Linked DNA regions of Mus musculus: all the other regions are linked to region 2. A link is a contact called in public HiChIP or PLAC-seq and promoter capture Hi-C data. All regions are on one chromosome and are shown on one strand. The core of a region is the stretch at or near the end of the contact, and the rest is flanking DNA. Distances in the headings are between cores, read along the strand shown. Region 1 holds the start of A330033J07Rik (RIKEN cDNA A330033J07 gene). Region 2 holds the start of Kif13a (kinesin family member 13A). Region 3 holds the start of Phf2 (PHD finger protein 2).

Evidence for each region. Promoter capture Hi-C pulls out the DNA fragments that hold promoters and counts their contacts. HiChIP or PLAC-seq counts read pairs in DNA pulled down with a chosen protein or histone mark.
Region 1: a contact with region 2 is called in a promoter capture Hi-C map of liver, with 2.1 times the contacts expected there. The contact joins the promoter of A330033J07Rik here to the promoter of Kif13a in region 2. A contact is called at or near these places in 2 of 39 promoter capture datasets (hippocampal neurons and liver).
Region 3: a FOXA1 HiChIP or PLAC-seq map of pancreatic cancer cells shows a contact between it and region 2. The contact joins the promoter of Phf2 here to the promoter of Kif13a in region 2. A contact is called at or near these places in 2 of 39 promoter capture datasets (cranial neural crest and liver) and 1 of 115 datasets of contacts at active chromatin or transcription factors (pancreatic cancer cells).

What each region holds. Positions count from the first base shown.
Region 1 is chr13:48,260,573-48,265,175 of GRCm38.p6, forward strand. A330033J07Rik (RIKEN cDNA A330033J07 gene) reads right to left here and starts at 2,051. Exons shown (of 3, transcript NR_102303.1): 1 at 1,348-2,051. Id4 (inhibitor of DNA binding 4) reads left to right here and starts at 544. Exons shown (of 3, transcript NM_031166.3): 1 at 544-1,366; 2 at 1,713-1,775; 3 at 2,380-4,603. The coding sequence starts at 926. The coding sequence ends at 1,757.
Region 2 is chr13:46,928,187-46,932,126 of GRCm38.p6, forward strand. Kif13a (kinesin family member 13A) reads right to left here and starts at 1,532. Exons shown (of 38, transcript NM_010617.2): 1 at 1,381-1,532; 2 at 1,030-1,120. The coding sequence starts at 1,435.
Region 3 is chr13:48,867,735-48,872,146 of GRCm38.p6, forward strand. Phf2 (PHD finger protein 2) reads right to left here and starts at 3,151. Exons shown (of 22, transcript NM_011078.3): 1 at 2,934-3,151. The coding sequence starts at 3,031. Phf2os1 (a long non-coding RNA gene) reads left to right here and starts at 3,217. Exons shown (of 2, transcript XR_003950516.1): 1 at 3,217-3,469.

The sequences.
Region 1 (4,603 bases), core at 801-3,300, 1.3 Mb after region 2:
CCAACTCGCTTCTTGAAAGCGAGTCCTTCTGAAAGCACTGGAATCTTAGGGACTGAAGGCCTGGGGACTGAACTCCCCCCCTTGAAGAGTGACAGGGGACCCACAAACAAGGCTCAGAGTCCCTCAGCAGCTTAGGCCCATGGAGAACGCATTCCAGCCAGCACATTCCCCTAGTTCTTCGTAGGAACTTCTCTCTCTCTTCCCCTCCCTCGGGCACTCTCCATCCTGGCCCGACTCCCACCCGGCTCTCATTTTCTCAGATTCACCCCTCCCACAGCGTTGACGGAATGGAGTGCCCTTCCCATTGGCCCGAGCGTCATTCCCCGAGGTGGCACTGTCCTCCTGATTGGCTGGTCACTCCCGACCCCCCGCCCATCCCCGCCCTCGGGTTGCCCGGCGCCCCGCCCTCGCCACCTCCCTCCGCGCCGCCGCCCGCGCGCCGAGCTCGCCCGCGTCCGGTTCTTGTGGCGACCCGGCCCGCGCGCTGGCCCCGCCCCCAAGGCGCGCGGCTCTACAAATACTGCTGTGCCGGAGCCGAGCGACGCTGTTGAGCTGGGAGGCGCGGTTGGAAGTCGTTACTTTGAGGGGGGGCAGTCACCGGGCGATCCACCTTAGTCGAAGCTCAGAAGGGAACGGCTCAGGGACCAGGGTGGGCTACTTTTTTTATTTTCCGGGGCTTTTGATTTTTCTTGTCTTTTGCTTCGGGCCGATTGTCGCTCACAAAAAAAGAAAAAAAACAAAAAAACAAAAACCTGAGATACCCTTTCCAAAACCCCGAGCAGCTCTCCGGTCGATTTCTGGAGCTCGGAGCCGCCGGGTGCTGCGAGCGCCGGACGCGCAGGAGAGGGGAGCAAAGCAAATTGCGGGCGGGGACCCGGAGCTCGCTCTACCGCTTGTCGCGGTCCTCTCGCGCAGGAAGCGCGCGATGAAGGCGGTGAGCCCGGTGCGCCCCTCGGGCCGCAAGGCGCCGTCGGGCTGCGGCGGCGGGGAGCTGGCGCTACGCTGCCTGGCGGAGCACGGCCACAGCCTGGGTGGCTCGGCAGCCGCCGCCGCCGCTGCGGCGGCCGCGCGCTGCAAGGCGGCCGAGGCGGCGGCCGATGAGCCGGCGCTGTGCCTGCAGTGCGATATGAACGACTGCTACAGTCGCCTGCGGAGGCTCGTGCCTACCATCCCGCCCAACAAGAAAGTCAGCAAAGTGGAGATCCTGCAGCACGTTATCGACTACATCCTGGACCTGCAGCTGGCGCTGGAGACTCACCCTGCTTTGCTGAGACAGCCGCCACCGCCCGCGCCACCTCTCCACCCGGCCGGGGCTTGTCCGGTCGCGCCGCCGCGGACCCCACTCACCGCGCTCAACACTGACCCGGTGAGAAGCCTTGGCGGGGCACCCTGGGCATCGCGGGAAAGGTGGCGGGGCGGCGAGATACGGGTGGTCTTGCTCCTCTCAGGGAATGACAGCCGCTTCTCCCGTCTCCACCGAGAGCCGCCTGCTGGGCTTGGTGATCCACTGGTCCCTGAGCCGAGGGCGGTTGGGACTTGGAGCCCTGCGTCTCCGGAGTGTCCCTTGCATCACAGGAGGCTTCCCCAGCTTCGGGCTCGGGTGGGGACTCTGCTCGCCTGCCTAGTTTTCCAGGACGTCTCCTGGGTGGTGGCGACACTGTGATATGCGCACTCTAACCGTTTTTCCCCTTGGTGTTGGGTTGCTGTTCCAGGCCGGCGCCGTGAACAAGCAGGGTGACAGCATTCTCTGCCGCTGAGCTGCGATGGATGGCCAGGTGAGCGCTCAGGTCCCCGAATGGTTAGTGGGCTACCATGCTCGCACCTCCCCAGGGGCTGCCGGTGCCAGGCACTGCTGCGATCTTTGTCCCCTAGCATTTCGAAGCGTAAAAGCCCCGGGGACACCCATACCTCTCTGCCACCCAGTTAGCGAGACAGTCCACTTAGCTTTCCAACTCGGGGGGGGGGGATCACTCTCTGCGGAGCCTCATCAGCTGTGGTCCCCGCCGCCCTCGTTCCTCTGCCTGTGACCGACAGGCTCTGCTGGTCTCCTCTACCTCTGAGAGGACACCCTCGTGACCGTAGAAACTATCCCAGTGTCCCAAGATCTCCCAATCCTCCTCCCTCCCCTTCATGCCCAGCTGAGCGGCCTGACATCCACAAAGAGGGATGTGGGCAGAGCGCCCCGAACGTTGTCCATTGGCCTTCCCCAGCCCGCATTTGCCTCCTGGGCACTTGGCTGAGCTTCGGGCTGCGGGTGTTGCCTGACCCGGCGGTTTGTTTTGGGTTGTTGATCATGCATGTCTTGAGTTTGGTCGGTGGCGCCAGTTAGTCTGCAGCGAGAAGGTTCACACACCCCCTCTATTCATTCCTCTTCCACAGGTGTGCGGCCGCCTGAGCACCAGCGAGCCAGGAGCCCTAGGAAGGGAGGGCCAGAGCAGAAATTAAGAGAAACAAGCCACCGGAGGAAAGGGGGGGAAATCTTCAGCAAATCTAGAAACGTCGTCTCGTCTTGTCATTCCAAGAGAGAGAGAGAGAGAGAGAGAGAAGGGGAAAAATAAAACTTAAATTCACTTTTACTTTTTTTGCACGTTCACGAGCATTCACCGTACGTATTCTCTTTCGTTTCTTCTTTTATGACCGCTGTGAATTGTACGTTTCTGTGGTTATTTTTATCACCCTTTTGAAGGTGCAGTTAAACTTCGAAGCTTAAGTGTTGTCGACCAGACTGCTAAGTAGAAGAGCAATCGTGAATCCAACCTTAGAGGCTACATTGTGACAAGGGAACTGTTTTTGTTTTTGAAGCTTTACTAATATACCAGAGCACTGTAGATATGTTGTTTTACATCTATTGTTTAAAATAGATGATTATAACAGGGCGGGGAACTTTTTCTCTGCAAGAATGTTACATATTGTATAGATAAGTGAGTGACATTTCATACCCTGTATATATAGAGATGTTCTATAAGTGTGAGAAAGTATATGCGCTTTAATAGACTACTGTAATTATAAGATATTTTTAATTAAATATTTTTTGTAAATATTATGTGTCTGTTTTTTTAAAATCGATGGGAATATTTCTTTTGGAAAATTATTTTTCAGCTCCCTTGCAGAGCTTTTGCTATCTGGATGTTTTCTGTTTGGCCAGGCTGTTGATTTGGTTTTTTTGTTTTGTTTTGCCCAGTATCCAGTTTCTGAGGCTCAGAGGTAACAGCTCTCTGGTACTGGTCTTGCATGATTGCATGAGGTGTTCAATCACAAAATAAACCAGTTACGAGTCCTTTCAAATGTGCTTTCTTTAACCTAGATGGAAACCTTTGTATTTGACGTGTACATGGTAAAAACCTACCTTCTCGGGTTTTAAGTACAGGGTTTTATAGTGTAATATATAAAGAATTAAGTGTGTGGGGTTTTTATTATTATTATTCTTTTTGAACTGAGGTCAAAAATAGATTCTGAGTGAATTCGCATATAGGATGGAGAAATGCTTGGACCTTTAAGAAGTCTACAGAACTGCTGTCTTTTCAAAGTGAAAATGCTCGCCCTTCATTTTACACTAAAGCATAATGTCATGAAGTTTCATATCTGTACAGATTATTTAAATCATAGAAATGAAAAATGTTCTCTGCTTGCTACCAAAGGACAAACTCTTGGAAACGGACATTTTCTGCCCTCTTCCCTCCAAAGAATATTAATAGGCATCAGTAGGAGAAAAAAAAAAGAAAAAAAAAACATACTGGAAAATCCTTCAAGCAGGGATAAAAGTCGATCTTCAAATATTAACTTAAGTAGACCAAAAATTCTGATGACCACATCTAGATTATTTTTCTATAAAAAAATGATTTTCACTATAGCGATGTCAGTCACCACTAAGCTACTGTCCAATTCCATGTGATGTGTAACTTTTACATGTGAAAATTAAAAGTAGATTTATCTGTCTTGTACTGTGACTTCTGATGTGATTTCTTAACGCTATAGGATTGACTAAGGACCCTTCTTCCCTTCCGGGAAAAATCATATATTCTAGGTGAGCTGAGAACTCCAGGGTTTATGAACATCACACATTTAATGTAATGGGTATTTTACATACCAGTTAGATGGAATTTTTAAGAGTGGGAGAATTAAGTGGGATTTAATTGGGTGCTTTGTAAATAGTGAACTGTGTGTAAACGTGCTCTGTTTGATTTTTAAAAGGAAAAGGATTTGTTTCAGATTATACAAGAATAAAAGTATTATAGACCCAAGGGACTTTTTATGAAGTCAAAGTCAAATATTTATGGGGATCTGAAATGTCACAGTTCCTAGCTGTCAGCTAGGGGGGATAACTCAACGAAAAGGGTCAAAATGAGTGCGAGGTTAAAAATTCATGGAGGGTTTCTATAAAACCTGTGCGATTCTGTCCACCTCCCACCCCAGGGCTTGCCCCTCATCTCCTTCCCTGGTCTCCAGTCTATTTAGAATTTGGTGTTGAACCTTATAAAGTCAAAGGGCCGCTTTTGGATGAGGTTTGTGCTTGGTTGTTTTATATTGCTCATACTACTCGTGCATCAGGAAGAAAGCACTAGATCACTGATGGAATTCCGGATCTCAAGGATTCTAAGGACTG
Region 2 (3,940 bases), core at 282-2,781:
CTGACCCCCAAAATTAGCAAGGCTGGGCTGCAGTGGGGTATGATTATAGAAGGAAGCAGCTGCCTCGCTTAGCAATAAAGTAACAAACCCTACTCACAATTGGGTTTCAGGGAAACTTTAAAGAGCAAAAATCCACTCATTATGGAGCTCATCAACCAACAGGTGACTTTCAGGGTCAAACTCGTACTCATTTCCAAGCCGAATCGGAATCCCGGTTTTCTTTTCTATTTTTATAAGGTCCTACAATGCCATAACGAATGAATCCCAACCAATTTCTTCTCAGGGGCTTACCATAAAAATGCCAAATATTCACACTATTTTAGGGCGTTTTCCCATACCATTGCATGGAACACAGTAGAATTAATAAGGATCCCACAGTCAGGACTTTTCAAATGCAAATGCCTTGCCATCTAGAAAATGCAGCCCCTTTTAACATTCCCCCATCCCAGTGTCTAAACAGCTCCGTATCAGCACTCTGTCTGTTTCCTCGAAAATCAAAATTCCCGAATTACTTTCAGACACCATCTCAACTCACCACCTCCAACAACCTACATACAGATTTTAAATGACCCTAGCCTTGTACTTGGGTGTTTGATTTCTTAGGCTCCCAGCCCCCATTTCATATACAACATCCTAAGCAGTTCTGCGAAAAGGGGCAAACAACGTAAGAATCGCTGGAGCTGAACTCCATCAATAAGGCCTTGGATTGGTCATTTGCACGCTTCAGATAACGTCTTTCCTAGGTGTTAAGATGTGGCCTGGGCTACACATCTCCATCCGGTCCCTTCACGTTCTAGGAGCCTGGAAGCCAGAGTGCTGACTCTGGCCAGGGTTCCCTGCCTGGGAGACATCGCTCTGGATGAGAGGGGACAAGAAGTGATGGGCACAAGGAGGGGAGGGGACCCTGCACTTGCAACCGCTTTCCGCATGAGCGTGGGACAAACTTGAAGCCACCCTTGCTAACAATGGGAGAGCGCACTCGGTTTTTCCGGGCTCAAACTTGGCAGGAGCCGCCGGGATGGGATTTACCTTTCTCCCTGCTTAGTGTTGGAAGGAGGAGGGTGCAGGACCGTCTGGTTCCCTTCCATCTCCACCACGCACTTGGTGTTCAGTTCCAGCTCTGAAAGCACAGGGGCAGGGTGATGTTGCAAAGTGGAGCATCCGCGGCCGCAGCCGGCGCGCGTGGCTCAGTCCGGGCAGGCAGGGAGACGGCGCCCCGGGCACATAGTGGCCGCGGCCAGAGCCTGGGCGCCGCCTCCACCCGGGGCCACGCCGGGCCACACCGGTGTCCCCGATCCCCGGCCGCCCTGCAGTTTGCAAAGTTGCCCCCCGCCCTCGGCCGGAGCAGAAATGCAAAAGGAGCTGGGGAGAGCGGCTCACCTCTTCGGTTCATGGGCCGGACCCGGACGGCAACTTTTACCTTCGTATCCGACATGTTGGCGGCGCGCTGCTCCGCCCGACGCGGCCCCTTCAAGCGCCGCGCCGCCGCCGCCGCCGCAGCAGCAGCCGCGCGCCCCCCGAGCGCGGCCGCCGCCGCTCCGCCGAGAGCTCCGAGACGCAGCGCCGAGGCGCGCGGGCCATCCCGGGGGAGCGCGACGCGGGGCACGGCCGGGCCCGGGGAGGGGCGGGCGCGGGGCGGGGCGCGGCAGCGGGAGGAGGCCGCGGGCCCAAGCGCCGCTCTAGCCGCTCGGGCCGGGCCGAGCGCGCAGCACCGCGGCCCCTCGCGGCCGCCGGGAGCCGGGCAGCGTCGCCATCTTCCGCTCCGGGGGCCGCGCCCGGGCTGTAAGGCCGCTGCAGACCGGGAAGGGGCGCTTTACAAAGGCGAGCGTCTCCGGCCTCAGGGCAGCCGGGACACGGGAAGGGACGCTCTGCAAAGGCGTTCGGGCTCCGGGCTGCTGGGCCTGGAGAAGGAGCCCCTGGCTTCCCCTGTTCCTGAGCCTGCGGGGGACGTCACAGACACCTCCTGGAGCTCGAGTCACCTTCAGGGGCCGCTGTCACCCTCACAGCCGGGGCCCTGGGGCGGTCTGGGGGGCATTGGAGAGGGTGCCGGGTGCGCAGGCCTAATCCACGCTATCCTTCCGCCTCCACTGACATCCACAGCGCACCGCCCCTCGGCGCCCCACACCGAGCTTTGCCGCGGTGTTGGAAGCTCTTTGTGGGGAGCCAAGGCTAGACATGAATTTGCAATGGACCACCAAAACCGTGTGTTTGTAAATACGGCGCTCATTTTCTTTCCCTTGCGCCCTTGTAATGGGAGGGATCTAGATGGCCGGGAGGGTTCATTAACTCTTACGTAAGAAAGGCACAGCAGCGCGATCCGCGCTTTTGCCAAAGCCAGACCTCCCAGCCTGGGCGGAACCGAAGGAAGCGGATTTGCTCTGTTTGGTTCAACAAGTGCTTGAGGGCGGCGCTTCCGTGGTGCCAAGGCGTTTTTGAAAAGTGCTCCAAGTCTTAACAGTTTGGATCCGGTGGGGAATCTCACTATGGCATGAAGGTCCAAATTCACTCATTCACGAACTGCTTTATGGGGAGTTTTATGGGGTGCTTACTGCGTGCCGTACTGTAGAGACCACACACAAGCAGGAACAACTTCGCTGGCTCTGGTCTCCAGAAGCCACACTGAGGGAGGAGAGATACTTATTATGGTAAACCACGTGTAGCAGGTGGTCTAAATAGGAGGGATTCCGTCTGTCACCAACTGGTGCCCCGTGATGCGACTGACTTGCACATGCGGTCTACCGCTGTACCACTGAGTCACACCTCCGGCTCCCAGGAAGCCTGACTTGAAGCAGTGCTTCCGCTGCTGTTCCTTAGTCTCTCTCACCTTGATTCTGGCGACCAACGAACTCAGGTCACCTCGGAGGGTCATACAGCAGTCTGCCTCCTGGGTTCCTAGTGCTACCCGCCTTCTCTGTCCCTCCATTCATTCCGCTCTTCAAATATTTCTCTCTCTCTCTCTCTCTCTCTCTCTCTCTCACACACACACACACACACACACACACACACACACACACACACACACGACACGACAGACAGTTTTGTAGGCTCTTGGCTAGAGGCCCCGAGCTATTTCTTCCACAGGATTCACAGGCCCCTGAGGCTCGATTCTCACCTTTGGATTACTGAGACATCCTCTTACTAAATTCCCTAGCTTTACTTCCTATATATACTCTTTCCTGTATCCAACAGCCAGGAAATTAAAATTCTATTCTTTGATTATGTATGTTCTTGTATTTTTTTTAAATCCCTCTGGCTGGCTCTATTGAATATTACCTCTTATTCTCAAAATTTGTCTGCTTCTTCCAGAGCTCTTTAATAAGCAAGGTGTCTTCCCTATGCTAAATTGTTGTTCTGGCACTTTCCAACAGTTGCAATTTTAGAATGTTGGGTATTTTAAAAAGATACATCCAGGGCTGGAGAGATGGCTCAGCAGTTAAGAGCAATGGACGCCGCTCTTACAGAGGACCTGGGTTCAATTTCCAGCACCTACATGCCAGGCATCTCACGGAACCAGTTCATAATCGTCTGTAACTCCTGGTCCTAAAGATTCTATATCCTCTACTGGCCTCCGAAGGCACTGTACACACACATGATGCTCAGACATATGTACAGGCAAAAATACCCTTACACATAAAAATAAAATTGTGTGTGTGTGTGTGTGTGTGTGTGTGTGTGTGTGTATCCAAGAGATCCAAGAGGCTGAGAGTCAGTAGTCAGTTCAGGGGTTAAGGATATTTGCTGCTCTTTCAGGAACACCAGCACCCAGCTGCTCTCAACCATCTGTAACTCCAGTTCTAGGGGATCCTATACCCTCTTCTGGCCTCCTCAGGCTCACAGACATACATACATTCACACAAACATCCATATGCCTAAAGTGAAAATAAATCCTTAAAATATACATTGAAGCTCTATTCCCCCAGAGCCTGTGGGTACGACTTCA
Region 3 (4,412 bases), core at 1,901-4,400, 1.9 Mb after region 2:
TAGTTCTGGCTGTCCTGGAACTTACTTTGTAAATCAGGCTGGCCTGGAACTCAGAGATCTACCTGCTTTCATCTTCCAAGGACTGGAATTAAAGGCGTGTGCCACCACTGCCTGGCTACTGTGTTTATTTTTATGGTTACTGTGTATTGCAAGTTACAATGATGCTCCATTTCGGAGAATGATACAAAGTTTCCTTTTAAAAGAAACTGTTTGCCAGGGTAAGGAATCCAATGCTGTGTGGGACCTGGAAACAGGAAAAGTACATTGAGGAGGGAAACCTGGCTGAAGAAGCTGGCATCAAGGGTGGCACTCAGTCCGGAGTACTGAGCCAAAGTTCTCACCTTGGTTTCAAAGCTGGCATAGCCAACTAAGTAACTTAGAAGTGGAGTGGAAGGTATGTGCAGCCAAACTCTACCCTTCTGTTGTTACTGGTGCTCTGGTATATATTTTTTTATTACTTTAAAATTTTATTTTGGAGGGAGCTCATGCTATGGTGTACATGGGTAGGTTAGAGGACATCTTGCATCTAGCATGTGGGTCCTAGGATTAGAACTGGGCTTGGCATTAAGCCTTCACCTGCTGAGCCATCTCACCAGCCGTTGGTGCTTCTTTTGAGACAGGGTCTCAGATACCCAAGGCTGACTGACCTCCAACTCAATGCATAACCAAGGTTGGCCTTGAACTCTTGATATTCCTGCCTTCAACCTCCCTGGTGCTTAGATTATACACATGCTCTACCACTCCCGGGGATGCCATTTTAAAAATTTCTTCAGTAAGTCTTGTTTCCTCAAGATCAAAAGTGTAAAATCTGACAAGCTGTTCAGACGTGAGGTAAAATGTAAACTCGGAGGGAATTAACAATCCAGGTGCTACATAGCTCTGACGAGAACCATCAGGGGTCTTCCAAGAATAACTGGAGGGGGAGAGACACACAGGGAGCTGACCACACGCCTTCCACTCTTGAACAAGAGAGACTTGAGAGGGGCCCAGGGATCTGGTCCAGGCTACAGGAGCAGGAAGAGGCCCCAGCCTTTCCCTCCCTGCCTGACCTCAGGCCCCAACCCTTGATCCTGCACAAAGCTAGGGAGAGCTCTAGCCCCAGGAAGAGGGGTAACTCATGGTGCACTGGAGCTTAAGAAACCACCTGCTGTGAAGGGTCCCTTTTACTGCCCACAGACCCAAATACATGCAAATGTAGCTGTGCTAATCAACTGCCTGTCTCAGAGCAAATCAAAATCCTCAGAGAAACAGTAAGGTGACTAGACCTCCAAAACCAAAGCAAACAATAAACAACAAACCTCTTCCAGCATCAAGACTCATTATCTCACCCCCCCACCCCCTTCTCTGCCTCGGCAGCAGCCCAGCTGACAGGTAACCAGAGGTGCTATAGGTCTTGGATTGAGACAGGAAGAAGGGGTGCCACCACTCTCAGGGCTACTCAAGTCCAGATTCCCAGCGTTTCTGGATTTGGAGAGGCCTCCGGGCTATCACCCACTGTGATCTGGCCACAAACCCTTCGAGATGGATGCCAGTTGGTGGCTGTTTATAGTGGCCCTGTTTTGGAGCAGAGCCCAGGGGTCACACAACTCTGAGTGCTCTCCACAACCCTAGATATTTGGGGGAGGCAACACAAGATACTCGAGGGATTCCAGTGAGCCATACAGGACCACCCCTCGTAAGGCCAGCCAGGTTGCCCTACAAGAGTGGGCCTCTGTCCCAGGGCCTACAGATGTGAGAAGGCCCATCAAATCCTGGCCACCTAGCTCCCAACACTTAAAGATGACTAGACCAGAGACCACAGCTCTTTTTCAAGACTCCCTAAAGATCCTGGATGTGAGATATCAGAAGGGTCTTCTCTCTAGAAGGAAGGTCAGGGACGGTCCAGAACCACACACCGTTCTCTCCCTCCAGCCTGCTACTCGCTGTTAAAAACTCACACCCAGGGGACAGACAGACCTGTCCAGCTTCAGGCCAGCCCTCTTGAGGCCCAAGCACATCCCACAGGCAAAGTCAAACACAAGAGAACCTGTTGGAGCAGTTTAAGCAGGATGATCACCTCTTTCTCCTCCTCTTACTTCTAAGTAGGAAGGGACTTAGGCTCTTAAAAAGTAGACACAAGGCCAGGTCATGGCCACCGGCAAGGGCCCAGAGGGCGGGTTTAGTATCTCCAAGCTTACCTCTTTCCCTCCTCCCCATCTTCCTTAAAGAGCATAAGGTCATGTCAAAACTGGGGTTCCTCTGCCTGAAGCAGAGAGGAGGGAAATGGGGAGCCGAGCAGGCCAGGAAATGAGCGGCCAAGCCACAACACCCCCACCCCAACACACAGACACTCACGTCGGTCTGTCACTGCACTCCCGCCTAGGCCCGCAGGCCGGCCCGAGCCAGTAGGCACGCGGGGTCCCCGGTGGGGTCCTGCCCGCCAGGACACAGTCCCGAGGGGGTTCCCGGGATCCAGCACAGACGGGGGGCACTGGCCGCTACCTCGCTACCGTTCCCCCGGTCCACCCGAGCCCTGCCAGCTCCGGAGCCCGCCAGTCGCGCCTCTCGGGGGACCCGCGCCGGGCCGCGCGCCCGCCTCTCCCGGCCCGGCCGCCCCGAGCCCGCGCGGGGAAAGTTCCTGCAACTTCGCAGGGGGCTGGCGGCGGGGGCCCCGGGCCTGGGCCTCGTCCGGCTCCTGGCCTCCGCGGCCACTGCGGCCCCGCTGTCAGACGACCGGGTCCCAGCCCCATCGCGGCCGGAGCCCCAACTTCCCCGCGCCCCTCGCCCGCCCCGGCCACGGGCCTCGCTTTGTGCGCGGCGGCCGTACGCCCCCGCCCTGGGCACAAAAGGGCGCGCGGCCCGGCGGCCGAACGCGGCTGCGGTGCCCGGCGGGGCCCGGGGCGCGCGACCAGGGCGCGGGGCTCGGTGGGCCGGGCGGGCCGCGGCGCGCTCACCTGCCGTGGAACCAGTCCTTGCAGGCATCGCACTCGATCATAAAGCGGGTAACGTCGTAGGGCAGCCGGCAGACGCAGTACACGGGCACCGTCGCCATGTTGCCGCGCCGCCGCTCGCCCCGCCGCTGCGCTGCCCGGGTCGGGCCGGGCCGGGCCGGGGGCCGCGCGGCGAGGGCGGCGGGGGCGGCGGGCGCGGGCGCCGCGGCCGGAGCGGACGGGGCCGGGGGCGCTCGGCAGGGCCCGCGCGCGCGCTCGCGGCCGGGCGCGTCCACACAATGCCGGCGCGGGCTGCTGGGGCCGCGCCGGGAGCCGCCCGCCGGGCCGCGGGGCGCAGGGCTGAGAGTGCGCGGGGGGCCCGGCCGCGCGCGGGACACAAAGCGAATGGACGCGCGGGGGCGGCGGGCGGGGAGCCGCGGCCCCACCGAAGGGACCCCCGGCCGCCGAGCGGCCGCTACGTCAGCGCCCCGGGTGGCGCCGCCTCCGCCCGCCGGCCTGGGCCCCGCTCCCGCCGCCGGGAAGGCGGGCCGCGGTAGAAGGTGGGCCGCGGGCCTGGGGGAGCCAGCAGCCGGGCTCGGGGGCACCCCGCGGGAGAGGGTGGCCCCGGGACTCCCAGGGAGACGAGCCGCGGAGCCCCCTGCCCCCGACTACGTGAACACAGTTCGCACAGCCCTGCCTTAGCCAGAAGCAACTCCTTGGCCTTAACTTTCTTCTGACCCCGAAGTGGGATGGACAGGGGGATCTTCCTCCTCTTCCTGGGCCCGGCAGCCTCCCTCCCATCCCGAACTGCGACTGAGTTGCTGGCTTTTGAATAACCTCCCCTTCCCCTTCTTTCTAGCTGGGGGCTGCCTTGCTTCCTCGTACGATCCGGTGAACTTTCCCGATGCTCCGGCAAAAGTCAGGGGACCCGAGAGTGAACTGTTTGTTGTAGGACACAGCTTACCTGGGATTGGTGCCGCCCAGGACCCCTTATTACAACCCATAGACCCACAGACCTTAGGAGCGGAGGACAGTCCAGTGAGTCGCAACTGAGCCACAGGACTGCTGGGGAAGACAAGGGGTTATGTTGTCGCTCTCGCCCCTGCAGTCTTGCTCTGAACTGGCTCCCTGGTCTCACCTGTCCTGCTTAGAGCTTTTTTGTTGGTTGGTTGGTTGGTTGTTTGGTTGGTTGGTGAGATATGAATGAGGGTCCTTCTCTGTCCCCTACCCAGGTCGACCCTGATGAGCAGGGCCATATATTTAGGAAGAAAGCTGTCTGCTAGATCTGCTTCCCCTTTGCCTGTCCCCACACAATACGTGGAGATGCTAGTCTCTGCAGATACATTCCAGAGTTTCAGACCTCTGCTTACCTTGACAAGGCAGAGTCCCAGTTATCCCTGCCCAGAGTGCGGCTGCCAATCAGCTCCATTGCTGGCAACTCAGAGGATAGCCTGTTATGGAATCTGCCCTCAACCAACCCCCACCCTTCCCAAATAGGTAAAC